Regions from separate parts of the Mus musculus genome. Here region 2 is linked to region 1. A link is a contact called in public Hi-C data. All regions are on one chromosome and are shown on one strand. Each heading gives the region's core, a stretch centred on a gene start, on an enhancer-like site or on the middle of the called end of the contact. The rest is flanking DNA. Distances are from core to core; before and after follow the strand shown.

Evidence for each region. A called contact is a pair of places that touch in the nucleus more often than the background predicts.
Region 2: a Hi-C map of the N1E-115 cell line shows a contact between it and region 1, with 4 times the contacts expected there. The contact joins two enhancer-like sites. A contact is called at or near these places in 8 of 484 Hi-C or Micro-C datasets (the C10 cell line, LSK cells, the N1E-115 cell line and 5 more), 1 of 115 datasets of contacts at active chromatin or transcription factors (embryonic stem cells) and 2 of 9 other capture datasets (adipose tissue and liver).

What each region holds. Positions count from the first base shown.
Region 1 is chr7:101,697,858-101,700,837 of GRCm38.p6, reverse strand. All of the region lies in intron 3 of Clpb (ClpB caseinolytic peptidase B), which reads right to left. Among named protein-coding and RNA genes, the nearest start is that of Clpb, 36 kb to the right of the region's middle. Within about 2 kb of position 1,382, at least 1 of the 459 cell types and tissues checked has an H3K27ac peak or open chromatin away from gene starts, as enhancers often do. A contact at or near this core is called in the N1E-115 cell line, where this site is marked.
Region 2 is chr7:101,771,310-101,774,221 of GRCm38.p6, reverse strand. It overlaps Clpb (ClpB caseinolytic peptidase B), which reads right to left. Exons shown (of 16, transcript NM_009191.4): 8 at 1,065-1,142; 9 at 1-30. Among named protein-coding and RNA genes, the nearest start is that of Phox2a, 46 kb to the left of the region's middle. Within about 2 kb of position 1,376, at least 10 of the 459 cell types and tissues checked have an H3K27ac peak or open chromatin away from gene starts, as enhancers often do. A contact at or near this core is called in the N1E-115 cell line, where this site is marked.

The DNA of each region.
Region 1 (2,980 bases), core at 133-2,632:
GAATTTGTTGATCGAGCAGTAATTAGATTAGAAGTGGGAGTGCTTGTCGAAAGTTGGCTCACTCTGACCCCAAGTGAGCTGTTGCTGTTAGGCTTCAGTGAGGGAGAGCACTTACGCTCTTAAAGCTTGCTTTCTGCTTTTAGAGGCTGCACTGGAGTGGGGAGAGAAGGGAAGACTGGTGTGAGCTGAGGCCAGCGCTGGACCAGATGTGTGCAAGACGGCTGCTGAGTAGCTGGAGTTGATGAACTAAAGAAGGCAGTGATCCCAAGATCCAGACCTTCCCCAAACAATGGTAAGCGTCACAGGACACCCCATGTCTCCCTCCTCTCCACATCCCACATCTGAAGCATACACAGGGCCACTGTGATAAGTGTCAAAAGCAGGAGAGGGCAAAGAGTGACCTGTTTTCAATCCAGTTCACACCTCAATGAAGAAGTCAAGAAGTCAGTTTGGGAGCTTGGCTGGACAGTCTACTGACTGCTCATGAGGCTAGGCAGCCTGGTCAGAGGCATTGATGGAGCCAACTCTAGAGGCTCTGCAGCATTGTGCATGAACTGGGGAGGCAAAGGTCAGGGAAAGAGAATTTTCTTTGTAAAACTACAAGGCTTTTTAATTTTTACAAACAAATTAAAAGGTAGTAAGTAAGGTACCCGTGAAAAATGTGTTCCAGTCTCTCACAATAATAAGTTTCTGCATAGTTACTATGAAACCAGTAACCACCCATTATAATAAGCTCCAGTGGACTAGATATCTCACAGAATCACTATTTCAGATCTTTATGCAACTTGCAAAGGACAGTAGATGTTGTTAAAGAGTAAACAGAGGCACAGCAAGAATCAAAAGTATACACTAAATAAGCCAAGATTTGTAAAAACGGGTCAGATTGAGTCTAAACCAAGGATGTATTCCTCAAGCCTCAATGGCTCTCATCTATTTCAGGCATAAGTTTGTACTATCTCTGTAGACTGGCCTTGAACTCAGAGGTTCACCTGCCTGTAACTCTCAAGTGCTGGGATTAAAGGTGTGCGCCACCACCATCTGGACTAGCTGCTGTACTATCTCCTAGTCTCAGATCCTTACTAGGTTACTGAAGACAGTTGTTATCTTCAGATCGCAGTTAAAGCAGAGCAGGTTACAGGGGCTAGCAGGAACAAGAGACAATGTGCCAAGATGGGTGACACATCTAGGTGTTCAAGGAAAGCAGGGCATAGAAAGGTGAGAATCGAGGAATCAAGATCACCCACCTTAGCCTTTCCAGGACAGTCCTTGACTAGTTCTAAAGATGACTCTATGACCTCCAGGCTGTGGCTCATAATATATGGTCACCAAACCTTATTGTCATAGCTTCTGAGTATAGCATGAGTCTAAACTAGGCTCTCTAGGCAAATGAGCCATCAGAGTACGACCGGGCACTTGAGACAGGTTTAGTCAGCACTTTAGTATTACCTGGATTTCACAGGGTTTGGTTCTAACTGCTGACCTATACATTCACCCCGCATGTGTGTTGATGTGTGTTGGTGTTTATCTGTGTGTTTGTATTGGTGTGTATGCACATGAGTATAGATGCCTCATTAACTACTGAGTCATTTCTCAAGTTCTCCTATTTATTTTTTGTTTTTGTTTTTTCTGAGACAGGATTTCTCTGCAAAGAGCTCTATCCTGGAACTCAAATTGTAGACCAGGCTGGCCTCAAACTCACAAAGCCACCTGCTTCTGCCTCCCAAGTGCTAGGATTAAAAGGCATGCACCACAACTTGCGGCTAATTTTTTAAAAATTAACAATAATTCTTAGGGGGCTGGAAGAATGACACAATGGTTAAGAAGAGTACTGGCTCCTCTTCCAGGCCCTCCTGGCTCCTATATGGTGGCTCACCACTATCTGTGTACTAGTGACTTTTCTACTGCTAAGACACCATGACTTAGGCAAATTATCAAAGAAAGTGTCTAACTGGGCTTATGGTTTCAGAGGGCTAAAATTCATCATGGCAGGGTGAAAAGCAAGCACGGCAGCAGGAACAGCTGAGGGATGGGCAGAGAGACACACCGGAAAACGCTTGAGTCTTTTAAAACCTCAAAGCCCACCCCCAATGACACATCTCCTCTCCTTCCCAAATAGTTCCACCAATGGGAAACCAACTATTCAAATGTATGAACTTGTGGGAGCCGTACTTATACAAACAATCATAGCCTGTAATTCAACTTCTAGGAGATCTGACACCCTCTGGCCTTTGTGGGCACTAGGTATACATGTAGACAAAATACCACACACACACACACACACACACACACACACACACACAAGCTTTTACAGTCAGGCAGTGGTGGCACACGCCCTTAATCCTGGCACTTGGAAGGCAGAGGCAGGCAGATCTCTGTGAGTTAGAGGCCAACTTGGTCTACAGAGCAAATTCCAACATGGCCAAGGCTATACAGAGACCTTGTCTCAAACAAGCAAATATCTTAAAAATAAATAAGAATTCTTGGGTTGGGAAGATGGCTCAGTCAGTCAGAAAAGAGCCTGCTGTGCAAGCAGAAGACTTGAGTTCATGCCTTCGCACTCACAGAGTCCAGTGAGGAAGCAGTGCCTGCACTCAGCACTGGAGGTGAGCAAATTCCTAATGCTCACTTCCAGTCAGTATAGCTAAATGGTGACCTCCAGGTTCAGTGAGAAACTGTGTCTCAAAAAACAATGTTTATAGCCACAGAGGAAGAGACCCAATGTTCATCTCTAGTCTTCACTTACACATACATGCACACACATAAATTCTTTTTGCAGCCCTGGGAACTGAATCCAAGACTATACGTGACATACAAACACTATAACCCTGAGCTATACCTCTGGCCCCATTAATTCTTACCAGCACCGATTTAACCATTACTATAACTCAGCGAGATAATGTCCTTCCACATAACCTATCAGTATGCCTTTGCACATCATTTAATCTGCCAATTTGGTTGGCCTCAATGAAATCAGTGACAC
Region 2 (2,912 bases), core at 127-2,626, 73 kb before region 1:
TTGCTGTCTGCTTGGCCAGCTCGGTTTTCCCTAGGAATAAGGTAGATGAGTTGGGTCAGTCCAGTTGACAATCTGTGGAGTAAAAGGACACTAGGGACAGCTATGGTGGTGCCCATCTTTGATCCCAGCAACTGGGAGGCAGAGGCAGGAGGATTTACATGGTGAGTTCCATAACAGTCAGGGCTATGTAAAGAGACCTTGTCTCAAAACAGTTAAAAACAACACTGGGATGTATGGACACTGATGAGCACTCCCTTTATGGATAGGAAGCTGAGGTCCAGAAACTTTTCTAAGGTGAAAATGAAACAACAACCAGTGCACTTCCAGTTTCCCTGTGATGAAGCCAAGGGCTTTCTCTGAAGCAGCACTCTAGGAGTGGAGGCAGGCAGTAGGACTCGTAACCCAACTAATCCTTTGAAATTTAGCACAAACTTCATCTCTTCTAGGAGTGCCTCCACTTCCTGCCTCATTCCCTACATCCCTCTTAAACACTTCACAGCTCTGGAACCTCAGGCCAGGAAAAGGCTAAAAGACAGAGGACTTGCCACTGGTTCCACAGATCTTGTGACAAAGAGAACAACCCCAAAGTGGTAGTTTGTTGGAAGGGCCATCTGGAATGATGGTAAAGCTACTATGTGGTACACAGAGCTTCTTTGTCAGGTCCATAAAGGCGCCGGGAGGTAAAAAGGTAGTGGCTATATCATGAAAGACCTATCAAGACCATGGAAGGAGGTAGGGGTGGAGGAAGGCAGAGGACACCTCAGCTGATATAGCCCGACCGAGTAGAAGGGTATCCGTGCCCCTTACTGCCCCGTGCACAGGAGTTCCCCAAGTCTACTGAAGGTAGGCTGCCTGAGTATAGCTGGTGTGCCAGCCAGTGAAGGTGGCTCTTTCCCAGAGGTGAGCCTATGGGATGCACAGGGGTAACATGGGACATGACTAAGAAGCTAAGGTCTAATTTCTTAGTGACTCTGTGATCTAGGGCAGCTGTTCCTGGAGCTGTCAGATCAGGCCAGAGGCTTCTCCAGCTCTGCTTCCCCAGTGGCTGATCTGCCCATGATTACCTATTCCAGACGATCCCAAGAAGAGGAAGACTAGAGGGTGCTCCTCATCGTACCAGCCGTTCTCCTTCCTCCGGATCGCTACAGCCAAACACACAACATGGGATGGGGAGGGAGACAGATAAATCAATGACACAAAAGGCAGGATAATTATCACTAAGTATACAATATGTTTTACTGCTCTGCGCCCACTCAAAGTCCTCACTACCATTAGTGCTGCCTAATCTGATTAGCTGGCAAGGCCCCTAGAGACACCTAATCAGGTTAGCATGGATTTGGAAAGCTGCCCAGAGCAGATTTCGGATAAAGTTTTCCAGGATGAGCACTCAGCGTTGCCAGGGAAACCAAAAGGCGGGTGGATGGTGAATGGAGGTGAGGGGGGTGGGGGACTGGTGAAGGAGAATCTGAGAGGGACGTTAACTCTCGCTGGTCACCCCTCTCCTCACCTGGAAAACTAGTAGAGAATGATACCCTGATACCTAGGGAGGTGTAAGAGGTGTGCTCTTTCCCATTTGGGGAAACCAAGGTCTGTTCTGATGTGTGGTTTAAGAAGTAGAACAGAGCCAAGAGCATTTTCTGGAAGCCCATCAAGGGCAGTGTACAGCCTGGGCTCTATCTCCTCTATGGCTTCTGGAGGGCTTGGGGTGAGGGGAGGGCAGATTTGTACTAGCTTTCTTGAGGCTCTTCTTTACAAAGTAAGTGGTCAAGGGCTATGCATGAAGGTGAAGATATCCAGTCTCAGCTACGGAGTGGATGAGGCAGAATCATGAGAAGAGTCACACATTGGACACCCTGGATACTAGGTATAACTAGAAGTCACTAACAATGTATTTAAGACCCACAGAAACACTGAAGGGAAAGTATTTGTAACTCCATCATCTGGGACAGGCAAGAGGCAACAGACAGAGACTTGTTAAGTTACATAGTTGGTAGATAGTATGTAAGAGTTGCTTCTTTCCCAAAACTTACTTTTACAAAACACAAAACAAGCAAACAAACAACCCCAAACCAACCAACCAGCCCCCCCAGCCCCATACAGCCGCTTTAAAGAAGAGAGTGCCAATTTGGGTGGCACTAATGGAAACACAGTGGTTAGGAGCAGGAAGAGGACAGAGCACTGTGCAATGTCAGGGTCTGTCTGCAAATGGAACAGTGTGTCTGGTCTGGTCTGGTCCCCAGAGTGTCACAGGACAGTAAGAAGGATATATGTCAGAGGACAAGGCCTGGAAACAAACTTAATGGAGAAGGAGTCAACAGTCCTAGGGATTGCCTGCCAATCTGGAGGAGGCAAGCTCCCAAATGTTATGCTGTTGGGCTTCAAAGCAGCCACAGGACTGATGACAGATCACAGGGCTGACAATCTGGAGAGGTGGCAGGCCCAAAGTGGTGGGGAGAAGAACTAACATAAGTGATAGGTAGGAGCAGGCTGAGCCTGGGCCACCCCATGCCTGCCTTCTTCCTCACCTTTTAGAAGCAGATGGAAACAGTGCAAGCTCAAGGACAGAGCAGCCACCTGTGCTGCCAGGAGTTGCTCCCTAAGAAGAGCTCGGGGAAATGGCTGATTCTCTCCTGGGCTGAATCTGGATCTTCTCTAACTAACTAGCTGGGGTTCTCTGAAAGGGCTGGTTAGGAGGGATACTCAGTCAGACACCTCATGGGCCTGAACACAGGGATAAAGGAGGAAACTCCAAGCCTGTTTGCCAATGGAAACAAGGAGTTAGGGAGAGAGTATTTGGGAACAGGTACAAGTAGTAAATTTTGGCAGAAGGTAAGACTTGGTGGTTGCTATGTGTAAACAAGTGTGTATGTGTACAGGCAGGGCTAACAGAGGCTCAGCCGAGAAGAGCCATA